2 separate regions of the Anas platyrhynchos genome follow, and region 2 is linked to region 1. A link is a contact called in public Hi-C data. All regions are on one chromosome and are shown on one strand. The core of a region is the stretch at or near the end of the contact, and the rest is flanking DNA. Distances in the headings are between cores, read along the strand shown. Region 1 has its middle 14 kb from the start of RTCA. Region 2 holds the start of S1PR1 (sphingosine-1-phosphate receptor 1).

Region 1 (6,055 bases), core at 2,640-5,139:
TGTCCTGCCAGCGGGCAGGCTGGGGGTGCAGCAAGGGAGGGGACAGACCCAGGACAGGTGACCCAAACTGGCCAAAAGGGTATTCCATACCATCCGGCGTCATGCTAAACAATATATAGGGGTGGCTAGCCGGGGTGGGAGGGTCAGACTGCTCGGGGTTAGGCTGGGCATCGGTCAGCGGGTGGTGAGCAATTGCATTGTGCATCACTTGTTTGTACACATTATTAGTAGTAGTACTATATATATTATCATCATTGTTATTATTATTATTGTTATTATTATTTTTCTGTGTTATTAAACTGTCTTTATCTCAATTCATGGGCTTCACTTTCCCGTTTCTCTCCCCCATCCCAGAGAGGGAGGGGGGAGAGTGAGCCAACGGCTGTGTGCCCGGGTTAAACCATGACAGAGGTGCCTGAAACTAAATGCAGGGTTTTTGACAAGGTCTAGAAAACAGTAAATATTTAAGTAATACTTTAGTGAATAGACTGAGATGCATGAGCTCAGAAGAGCAACAGTTACTAGCTAAAGTAGGACGTGTGAGGACAAGGCTAAAAGATGCTCTTTTTGAGAGTAATCAGAACCAGGGTGCAGTATTTTCTGAGGAGCTTTTTGTATCTGGCTACATATAATGCCTGTATTATTAGTCTTGAGACTTCAGTCCCCATGTATCTCAGTGCAGTGGCTTTCTCTGATCATTGCATCCATCTAAACACTATTGGCTTTCATGGAAATACACTACAGACACACAGGTTGGGAGAATTAATCCTGTCTCCTTGGCATATAGAACTTGTGAGTCACTGCCACTACTTGTTTGAGCAGTATTAAATGTAAGCATCTTAGTTGTATCTATACACCCACACTGAAGTTTTTATATAAGATTCTAATGTGCCTGATTAACATAAGAAAACCCAGTGCATATTTGTAGAGCAGGTGCAAGCGATGTCTCATCTCTTCCTGAACAAAAGGTTAATACATTCCCACAAATGACTTAATCCAACCTTAACACTAAAAATGATATGATTGTAAATTGATATAAATGAGAGTTAAAAAGCTTCAAGTAGCACACTGTAATTATTAGTTAATATTCAAAAGGGCAGGAAGTATTTTTTTTTTTAAAAAAGAATTTACACCACTAACTAGAAACAACTGGTTTATATACAGCATTCACTTTAAGACTTAATTATGCTGTAAAATTTAAGCTTAAGTATATACAGCATGCACAGTGCAGAAATGTGCAACAAGAACTGCAGCATGTTTTGATTTTTAGATTTAAAATGTAGGTGAATTAAATGTAAACCTTTCCAACCTTGATTTTGTTTATCCAATATATTGGCATTTATATGCATTTGTAGTCCTGCCTAGAAGACAGGATTTACATTTCAGTTTTTTAATGGCAATTTATTTATCCATTTTGTTTGTTTTTATTATTATCCTTAGAAACAGAACCTGCGTATTTTGATTCTTTTTTTCTAAAATAAAATTTTAGCTAGATAGATCTAATTTCAGAACTAGAAATTCTAATGTGAGATAGCTGTCTCAAGGTTTTGCAGTTCTCTATTTTGCTGCAATTATTCCAAGACAGTCTTGGGCATTTGTGAATGTGGGAAAAATTCTGGTTGCACTGCAGACATCTCCAGTGTGCAAACAGACAGTTTTTCAGAAGCAAAAAAAAGCTGTGAAAAAGTATTCCAGCCAGCCTTTGAGACCAGATATAAAATCATGCTCAAGCTCATCCCACTTTTCATGAATAATGCAATATGTATATGTGCACGAATATATTGAAGCATGCCTAAATCTGAAAGATTTTATTTATCTGTACTTTTATGCATAAGGTTTTCTTAACATGACAGGAGCTAGGTATGTTGATTTTTAAGCTATCTAGGCATTAACATCTAAGTGTACTTACAGTCCACAAATAATCAATTAGGCAAGAGAGCGGATGTTCCATATTTGATGCTAAAGTAGTGATTGTAGAGCAAGAAGGCTAAGTGTATAAAGCACTCAATAGAGATTTTAAAAACTAAAGGCAAAGCATTAATTCCTGGATTGTAATTTATAAAGATGTGCACTGTGTCGGCTTATTTTGAATACTGCTACAAAGAATGACAATTTTATTCTCTCTCTCTAAACATAAATTCTACAAAGGTTTCAGTTTCATAACAAATAATTGTAATAATTGCCTGTAGTCTGTGCAAGTTGTTTGATTGGATATTGGTAAAAAGGTATTATTACGTTGTACAGAATTCAGTTATTGAACTTCAAAGGTAATAAAAAGGAATATTTGTAGGTTACAAACGGCTTTTGATATGCTTTTCTGTATTAAGTAACTGCCTGTAATTAATTTTTGGCTATAACTTCTTAGGTTTTAGGGCTTAATTGAAGCTTCCTCTTTCTCAGCTGCCAGAGTAACCTGAGGATTCCCCACATACCAGAAATCTTCTATATTGTTATTTTTGGCCACAACTTCTTCTGAAAGAATTTGTGAAAAACTGATGCTGTTGAATTATGTTACAGCCAGCCCTCCCTTCAGTGGGAATCTCTCCAGTAGAAGGGTAATTAGTCAAGTACATTAAATTTTTGAACTAGGGAAGTAGGCAAACAAAACAAGCACAGAAAACTCACACAAGCACAGAAAACAACTCCTTGGGAGCTTTTTTTCCAAGTTTTCTTTTTAAAATACATTTTAAGTTCTTCCAAAAGGAAACACTGAAAATCATGAGCAGCAGCAAATACGAATTTAGAGAGGGACGCTTTTATTAAATGAAGAATTTAGAGTATTACAGTATTACAGACATAATTCAGTGGGTATCTGCTGCCCCCTTCAGACTACTCCCAGAATTAAAGAAAATTTTTGAAAGCAGAAATTAATAGCACTCCATTCTTCTGCACTAGTTTTTGCTGGGGAGTGGGAAAGAACCCTAAGAATAAATACATTTTTAAGTAGATAGCTGGTGATTATTTTTTTTTTTTTTATATATCATCAGTAGATTTTATTTTAATGAGTAAGACAAACTGTACTTCAAGTTACTACTTCAGCTGCTAGGTTCGATACAGTAGGAAAAAAGACCTTGGACTTAGAAAAAATCTGTGGACTAGGATGTGGGAAAACTGGAAAATAATTAGATTAATCTAGAGTGTGTTGAGGGATTTCTTGAAACAGCAAAAATCCCATGGCTTGCTGTAGCTGAGCAAACCAAGCTACCAGGGCAACTATGAGAAGTTCCCATGACAGTGTTCCCACATCGCCCAATTGAGGAATTCAGAAAAATATTGTTACCAGCAGCTGGCTTCAAGGACAAGGTCTATGTGACTGCTAATCACAAGGGGGTTGTTTTCTTGCAGGTGGGGTTTTCTTGTAGTTGTTTGTCTGAGTGCTTTTGACCAATAATCTTGTGTGAAACACTATCTGCCCCTGTTAAGTTCACTATAAAAGTTAGGCTATTCGGGCAATAAAGGGGAGCATGACCTGACTCTACTGGTGTCTGTTGTGCTTTCGGCCGTGCTTCCTGCAGCACACGGCGCCCGAACAGGACCTGTCAAAGGGCGGCTGAAGCAGAGGGCACCGGAACGCAGCGACCGGCGGGTCCAGAGAGACCGAGCACCCCTACAGCGGCGGGTGTGTCGTTGTCGTCTCCGAGGACCTGAACTAAGCAGTTCGCCATCTGCGTGGGCTGCAGGGCAAAGGCTGCAGGCTGAGTACAGGGTAAGGCGCGCTTTGCTTTTGGTCGTGCCATAGTGCAGGATATTGCCAGAGTGCAGGAATAACAGGAAAATGGAGGACGAAGTAGCCCTAGATTTATTGCAGCGCTTTTTAGAAAAGCGGGGAGTAGACTGCAGACAACTAGCGGGACTAGTTGCGGTCGGTCGAGCAAAATCATGTTTCACAAGTATGGAGTCATGTTTTGAAGTAGCCGCTTGGAGAAATCTAGGGGATGTACTGCGGGATATGGTAATAGACGATGACAAGGCAGCAGAGAAATTGTTGAAACCGTGGAGAGACGTGATAAATGCAATAAAACGATATCGGGTAGAAAGGAACTTGGCGGCGGTGGCACCTGACGGATTGAGGGGAGGAAAGGGTGAGTCAGGTTCCGAGAGGGGGCCGTGGGCAGCAGGCGGCGGGGCGGGCAGCGCCTCGCTTTGCAGTCCCAGGAAGGTTCCCGGCCCCCCGTGCTGCGGCTCCGCAGCGGTTACACGGGGGAAAGAGGCCGTCTCGCCGGGGGGAGATGGAGCTACGGCAGAATTAAGCGAAGGGAAGGAAGAACGTGGCAGTGGGCGAGAATATCGTGAGACTAAGGATAGGGAAGGTGAAAGAGGGGAGAGAAGGACAGTGGGGAGAGTTAATTGGCGGAGAATCATGCGCGAAGCTGTGGAGGAAAAACAATCAGGAGCATTTACAGACATCTGTCAGGATCCCATGGCACTCCCAGAGATGTACGAAGGGGACAGCCAGGGAAACATGCAAGGGAGTCACAGTATGCTTAATTGGAAGCTGCTGTCTCAATTACGTAGTACAGTTAATGAGTCAGGATTGCAGAGTGAACCTACGAAGCAAACGTTGGATTATATCTGGGGAGGGACGCTGCTATGCCCCGAAGATATCAAGGTGCTAATGAGAACGATAATGACCCAGTGGCAGCTGTTGTTATGGCAAGCCCATTGGCAGAGGCATTGCGAAACCTCAGCGCAGCGACCGAGGGACCCTAGCGATCCGTTCCGCGGAGTTACCGTAGGGCAGCTTATGGGGACGGGCGTGTTTGTTACCATCACTGCTCAGCTCCAGTTAGGTCCGGAGTGTGGCCTTGAGTCCATGAGAACAGCTCGAGCGGCCGTGGAGAATGTTAAAACCACTCCAACAGCCCCCTCTTACCTGGCTATGGAGCAAGGCAGGGACGAGCCCTTTGCAGGGTTTATCGATCGGGTAACTGCTGCCATAGATCAAGCAGGTGTCCCGGAGTGGATGAAGGCGGCTTTATTGCGACAGTGTGTTATGGAAAACGCAAATTCGGCTACAAAGGCTCTTATATTGACACTGCCTGGGGATGTCACTATTGAACGAATGTTAGAAAGAATGAGTAGGGTTCCAGTAGGGCCCCAAGCCGCGTTAGTAGAAGCGGTACGCGAGTTAGGGAAAGATCTTCTACAAGCCCAGCAGCGAGCCTTTGCAGCTCTAGCCCCGCTGCGGACAGCAGAAAGGCGACCTCGAGCTCCATCCCGACGGGGAAATCAATGCTTGCGGTGTGGAAAGGAGGGACACCACCGCCGTGACTGCCGAGCAGGACAGGTGCGGTGTGAGAACTGCAGGTCGGCGAAACACAACCCCGTGGCGTGCAACCGCTCGGCAAACGGGGCCGCGGGGGAACGAGGGAAATGGAAGTGATGGCGGTGCGGTGCGGGACAGCCGAGACCGAGCTGCTGCGGGAGACCGGAGGCGTCAGTGGACACCGGCAGCCGACCCTCAGCGTGTGGCGAGTGGGCACCGAGCAGAGGGGCGGACATCAGGACCCTGCAGCCCGTCTGACATAACCATGGAGGCAGCGGCGGCTGTGCTGCTTCTCTTTGGCATTCTTTTCATAAGAGGTTCATCTTGCAATGCAAAAAAGACTCTTCGTCCCCAGATCGGTGTTATAACTATGTTTCTGGGTAACATTCCGTGGGGTTGCCACATTCTACGGATTACTAATGACCATTTAGCTCTATTGCAGGGCAGGAGTGCAGAGACGCAGATTACACTGCCAAATGCCCACCGGCAGGCTCGTTCACAAACAGCTTCTAAGGTTGCAGCCGGCACTGCCTGCAGCCGTATAGCAGACGTTACACTCTCTTTCCTAACTAGTAATCATGTGTCTCATCCATTTGTGGTGAATGGTCAGTGGCAAAAAGAAAAGGGGGAGAGTAAGGGGCGGCAAAGACAGAAACGGTACCAGGAGGATGCCACTGACACGAACAGCACGGGTGATAGGAGTGGTTTAAGTGACACACTCTGCCTGCTGTTCGCCCCCGCCTGCCTGAGCACTGCTGAGCTGTGCCACATGAGAACATGCCGGGTAAA
Region 2 (5,839 bases), core at 2,243-4,742, 240 kb before region 1:
AACCCCATTAGCACAGGTTAGAAAAACAGAGGAGTAAAAATGACGCTGCAAAACAAATACATTCAATTTAATGATAGGTACTTCTTCCACGAACTGATAAAATACAGACATCTTTGCTGAAATTATAAACATGAGTACAATGTGCCAAAATGTATTGCATTTTGTTATGGAAGTGCATTTATCTATAGCCATTTTGCTTCAACTCTCCTTGTATTTTTCTGAAACTCACTTTTCAGTTTTTCTGACCAATCTTGACCTTTGGAAATACTGTGCACCTGACACTGACCTTCCCCTTCAGTTTTTATCTCTTTTTACTTCGGCAAAAATGCTGCTGTTGTCAATAGTATCTTACACTGTTAGATTTACTCTCAGTCACCTTAAACAGAAATGACCTTTAGTTCTACCACGCATTTATCACGATGATGCAGTTTGTTTAATGCTAATAACAACATGGCAAACAACATAGGGAGCCAAATGCTGCTCTGAGCTACTCCACAAAAATTGACGCAGTCAACAGAATCGCATAGGTGGACACAACTGCCAAGTCTGCCTGGCTCTTGGTCTTCAAATGTAACACGGACCAACAACAAAAATTCACAGCTATGATCTCGCTAAATAAAACCCCAACAGCTTTGGACTCTGCAAATAAAACCTTGCTACTTTTCTAAGAACTCTGGAAAGTGATGCCAAATTATGGTTGTACGTGCTCTAAATTATATTTGTGTGATCTCTTCCCTTGTTATATGTTAAACAAACACTTCTGACCAACTATACCAGAGCCACTGCTAAACTCAGTACAGAAAGACCTTTGTGTCAGTGGTTTGCTGCAAGTAAAGGAAAAATAACTTCACATTCTTCTCACAGGGAAAAAAAAAAAAAAAAGGTTCATTCTCCCTCTCCCTCCTCCTCCCCCACTCTCTTTCTCTCACACACACCAGGCATCATTTCACCAAGGCATCAGTCTTTCAGAGTTACTAAGGAGATTTCAGGATATGAATGCGCCTGACAATCCTGAGCTGCCTCAGTGCAAAGACAAAACATGCTCCAGGGAAAAAGATTTTCAAGCCAGAACAGTCTGTCCCATTTCTTGAACTCCAGCCTCGCAAGTGCACCGTTTGCCTCGTTAGAACTAATGCTACTCGCTCACTTGGCCCAGCGCTGACGCAGTGAGCAGGAGGCGCCTCAGCTCCCCCGTTTCAGAGGAAGGCTCTGGAATACACCTCCACGGTTACTCCTAAGAAGATGAGGTAACATTGCCTGAAGACATGATGGTTTCAGGATGGTCGCCTTCCTCCTTCTGTGGGTGGGAGGAGTTGTCAGATTTACTCCTGCTGAACTCCATCCCTCCGATGATTGGCCTCTTGAATTTGGTCCCCGAATCTGCCGGGGGACATTTGCAGCAGCACAGAATCTTGATGAAAGCCCTTCGCATTTCTTTGTTTGTTAACGTATAGATGATAGGGTTCGTGGCTGAGTTGAGCACGGCCAGTACTAAGAAATACTCTGCTTTATATAGGATTGGGCAGGTCTTCACTTTACAGCCCACATCCAGTAAAAGCAGGATGAACAAGGGAGCCCAGCAGGCAATGAAGGCACTCAGAACTATGATCACTGTCTTGAGCAACGCCAGTGACTTTTCTGAGCTCCTAGTAGCTTTGGTAATGTTTTTTCGAAATGTCAGCCTACGGCTCCTAGTCCTCACCATGGAGTAGATCCTGCAATAGAGGACGACAATAGATAGCAAAAGGCCAGTGAAAACTGTGGTGCAAAAGAGAATATAGTGCTTGTGGTAGAGAGGCAGCACGGTGGAGCAGTTGGACAGGAGGTTGATGCAGTTCCATCCCATAATCGGGAGTCCCCCAAGTATCACAGAGATAACCCAGCAAGCACTGATCAGCAAGAAGGAGCGGAAGCTGTTGCTGCCATTGTGGAGCTTCATCTTCAACATGGTGATGTATCTCTCGATGGCAATGGCCAACAAACTGAACACAGAAGCAGACAAGGCAACAAACATGCTGCCTTCTCTTACAAACCACTGGGAGGGGGTGAGGCTGTAGGTTTTGTGTCCAGAGAGCAGGAGGTTGGCAGTGTAAGCCACACCAGCCAGCAAGTCTGAAAGAGCCAAGTTCCCAATGAAATAGTACATCGGTCTGTGAAATTTCTTGGTTTTCCAGATGGTGAGCAAGACAAAAATGTTCTCTAAGATTATAAAGCAGCAAATGATGATAAAAACCACCGACGTCACTTTTATTCCACTGTCCGCATTCTCATTTAGCTTTCCCGTGTAATTATAGTGCTCTTTGATGACATAGTTGACATCGGTGTTGGCGAGGCTGCTGACCACCTTCACGGGGGCGCTGGTGCCGGAGCTCATGGTGCCAGGCTGGGCGCCGCTTCCCCGCGGCCGCCGGACGGAGACGCCAAGCAGAAACCCGGGGCTGCCTGCAGCTCGCTGCTCCTGCACGCACTCAGAAACTGCAGCCCTGAGAACAGGAGGCACAGACAAAGCCCAGAGTTAAAATAATAAAAAAAAAAAGGTGAAGGAAACAATGCAACAAGCTTGAAATGGTTCGGGATAATCTGCTGATTGAATTGTGCACCAGTCACAAATGCAGTCGCACTGAATTAAGTTTTACTCGTCTGTTAAAACACACTTAAGAGGTGGTCAGGCATGTTAAACAGCTAAAGCCAGTGGGACAAAACGCAGTTCTGTCATGGAGGGCTGCACAGGTAAAGCTGGGGTCGGCAGGGGCTGGCTTGTTGCACTTCTTTAGGTGGGAACGCCGTCAGAGCTCCCCAGCAGTAAGCACCTGGATCTCTTCCGTGGGAAACACGCCACAGACACAACGGCAGAGATTGAGCGAATGAATCAGGCTTCATTTGGTTTAACTGCAAATGCACAGAAGCCTGCACAGAAAGTGCGTGACAGACCTGCATTCTCCTTCACTAGAAAGTGTTTGGGAGGGGGCCGGTAGCAATGCACCGATGCCATCCCAAGGAGCGGTGCAGGCAATTCACTGCCCTGGGAGAGAGCATCTCAAAGCTGTAAAGAGGAAAGGCGCCCTCGATAAATAAAAGTTGGAGCACGCTTCACAAAGCCTAGAGGAGTATTAGAAGTTTAGAAGAAGAAGAAAGAGACCTGAGTAAGTTACACAGCAAGCCCCTTCCCTGCGCCTGCAACAAAGGCGAGGCAGCCGGTACCTGGCGCTGGCAACACCCGGCGCTGCGAGCTCCAGGACCTGGCCGTGCTGCCCGCAGGAGCCGCCCCAGCAGCCCAGCGGAGCTGCGAGGCCGGCAGCCCCCCGGCCGCAGCCCCCCGGCCGCCCCCCGACCCCCTCTCACCGTGCTCAGCCGCCCGCCTCCGCCCCCCGCATCTTGCGCTGCCGCCGAGCGACTCCGGCGGCCGTGCCCGGGGCCGGGCGGTTTTAACGCCGCCACCGCGGCCGCTCCCCCCCCGGTTTCCGACCGTCCCCTCCTAACTCCTCCCTGCCCGCCGCCGGGAGCCCGGCCCGGCCCCGCCGCCTCCCCGCCCCCTCGGCCGGGCCCCGGGTTCCTCCTCGCCCCTGGGCAGCCTCGGGCCCGGCCGCCCTCAGACGGCAGCGGCAGGGCTCGAGCTGTCCCGGGGGGGTGGGGGACGTGGCTCCGGGCACTCGCCACCCCAAACACCACCATGGAGTGGTGCTTCCATGTTAAGGAAAAAAAAGGAAAAAAAAAAAAAGGAAAAACAACAAAAAAAAAATAAAACACAGGAGTCAGAGGGTGTTTAATAATAGGAAGAAAAGTTCTATTTATTTATTTATTTATTATCAGTGGCACCAGCGTCATTATATAGAAGCTACAAAAGAAGTTGTGGGTTTAGGTTTTATAATTCCTTCTTCAAAGAAACCCACCTCAGTGAACCCAAAAGGGTGATTCCTGATAACCCACAGCTGCTCTTGCTGCAGAAATGTTCCTCTTCCTTCCTTGCTCTGTTAACTCCACCTCAAATTGAAATGCAAAAGAATATCACAATAGGCCAGAGCTTAATACATTAGGTCTTTCAGTTCATAGCATCACACAATTCAATTAGCAGCAGCAGTTGTTATGGGGAGGCTGCTTTCCTCTGAAACACGGTAAGAGTAACACTACCCTCAGGAGGAGAGTCCTTATTTATGCTAATCGTCATGCTTCAATTGCTCCACGCCTCTCCCCGAATGACTCAGATAAATTACACTGGCAAACAGACATTGACTCTTCCACCACAAAGCTAGAAACTTGAAAAGATGTTTAGCCTCCTGAGAGCCCGGAGGAAAATACAGCCGTTAAATTACAACTGTCAGAAAAGGCATGCAAGATAAATCATGCTTGAGGTTGACATATGTATCCCCTGCAACTGCCTGACATACCCTAGATATTTCAAGCTTTCCCCCTTATTTAGCTAATCTATAGAAAATAGTAAATAAAAGTGCATTCATTAGGCATTTTCCTCTAGGAAATCATTCCCATATAATTTTAAGCAAGAGGAACATATTAAAAGAACGTGCTTTAATTAAAGGATAGAATGACTCAGGGTTTCAGTAGTCAGATGTACCAGCTTTCATGTTTAGGTTATTGGTGAACCAACTGAGAGGGCTCCAACTCAAAGACGTGACACCCAACAAATTATTTGTCAGAGGTTGTGTAAAACGTCTGGGCAATTTCAGTTCCACTCCAAACAGCTGGCTATTTGCATCACAAAAAGTATTGTATTAGATGACCACACGCATTTATACCCATGTTGACATCTTACCAGTGAGGATACTGAAATTGTGCTTCGTCCTTCTCAGGCAAGTGAAGCCAGCCTGGCTGATTTTGCACTGAAGGCTGTTTAAAACCTTGGAAAATGTAGGTTAATTTGGCTCAGCTGCACAGATTGCAACCTCTTCACAAGGGCTGAATCACACAAACAGGTAAATTCAGGCTGTTCCAGCCAACTCTACCAAGAACACATGGATAAATGTTTAGTGAGAAGATTTACGCCAGGATTACGCTCCATCTCAGTCAACAGAACAAAAATTCTTTTCTTACTTAGCACCCTCCTATCTGCCAGGTCCAGTGTTAAGGACACTTGCAGTTCCATGAAATACATGACAGAAATCCAGGGTACAACTCCTTTGAAAACTCTACTCTGTGATTGCCTAGTCAGAAAAAAGAGAAAGGACAACATGATGAATAACACATATATGCTCTTATATACTTGAGTTTTTAGGATAAGCAGGAATGCGTGCTGTAGTGTCTCACTGTGAGTAAATAATGTGAGTAAATCTCACATTATTGGCTGCCTGTGATGAGCAAAATTCTTGTTGAAATTCCAACCAGAACTTAGTGTTGTGGGCATTGCAGAAACCTGGCTAGTCGCAGGGCAACAGTAATGCGAGATCTCCCGGATAAGAAGCCTAAATTTTAGCTTTAGCGCCTTAACTAAAATCATATAACACTCTTACATGACTCAAACTGGTTACTTTATGCCAATGAAACCAAAGAAAGCTGTACATGTACAAATCAATCAGTCCCACGAAAAAGCACTCAAGCAATCCTTCACGAATTACAGAATTTGTGATAGAAGAGTTAGCATGACAACACCGACGTCTGGAGCAACACTGAGAATTTCAGAGTACTTTAGAAAGAGATCTTAAAAAAAGAAAGTAAAGAATCTTAAAATAAAACTTTGTATCTGAAAAATCTCTCTCCGGCATAATTCCTGGTAACTCTTAGTTGAGCAAAAGGAAATTACGCTGTCTAGCAGGAAAATGCTTTGACCTTGTCAGAAAAAGAAGTTGGGAACCGGGGGACTCCCAAAGCCTGCATCAGTGGCCTCTGA

The links. Hi-C and Micro-C count contacts between places; a contact is called where the count stands out from the background.
Region 2: a contact with region 1 is called in a Hi-C map of liver, with 2.2 times the contacts expected there. The contact joins the promoter of S1PR1 here to the enhancer-like site in region 1. A contact is called at or near these places in 2 of 8 Hi-C or Micro-C datasets (liver and subcutaneous adipose tissue).

Annotation. Positions count from the first base shown.
Region 1 is chr8:10,672,650-10,678,704 of IASCAAS_PekinDuck_T2T, reverse strand. No RefSeq gene overlaps it. Among named protein-coding and RNA genes, the nearest start is that of RTCA, 14 kb to the right of the region's middle. Within about 2 kb of position 3,889, at least 2 of the 8 cell types and tissues checked have an H3K27ac peak or open chromatin away from gene starts, as enhancers often do.
Region 2 is chr8:10,907,668-10,913,506 of IASCAAS_PekinDuck_T2T, reverse strand. It overlaps S1PR1 (sphingosine-1-phosphate receptor 1), which reads right to left and starts at 3,492. Exons shown (of 2, transcript XM_027462587.3): 1 at 3,343-3,492; 2 at 1-2,483. The coding sequence starts at 2,374. The coding sequence ends at 1,235.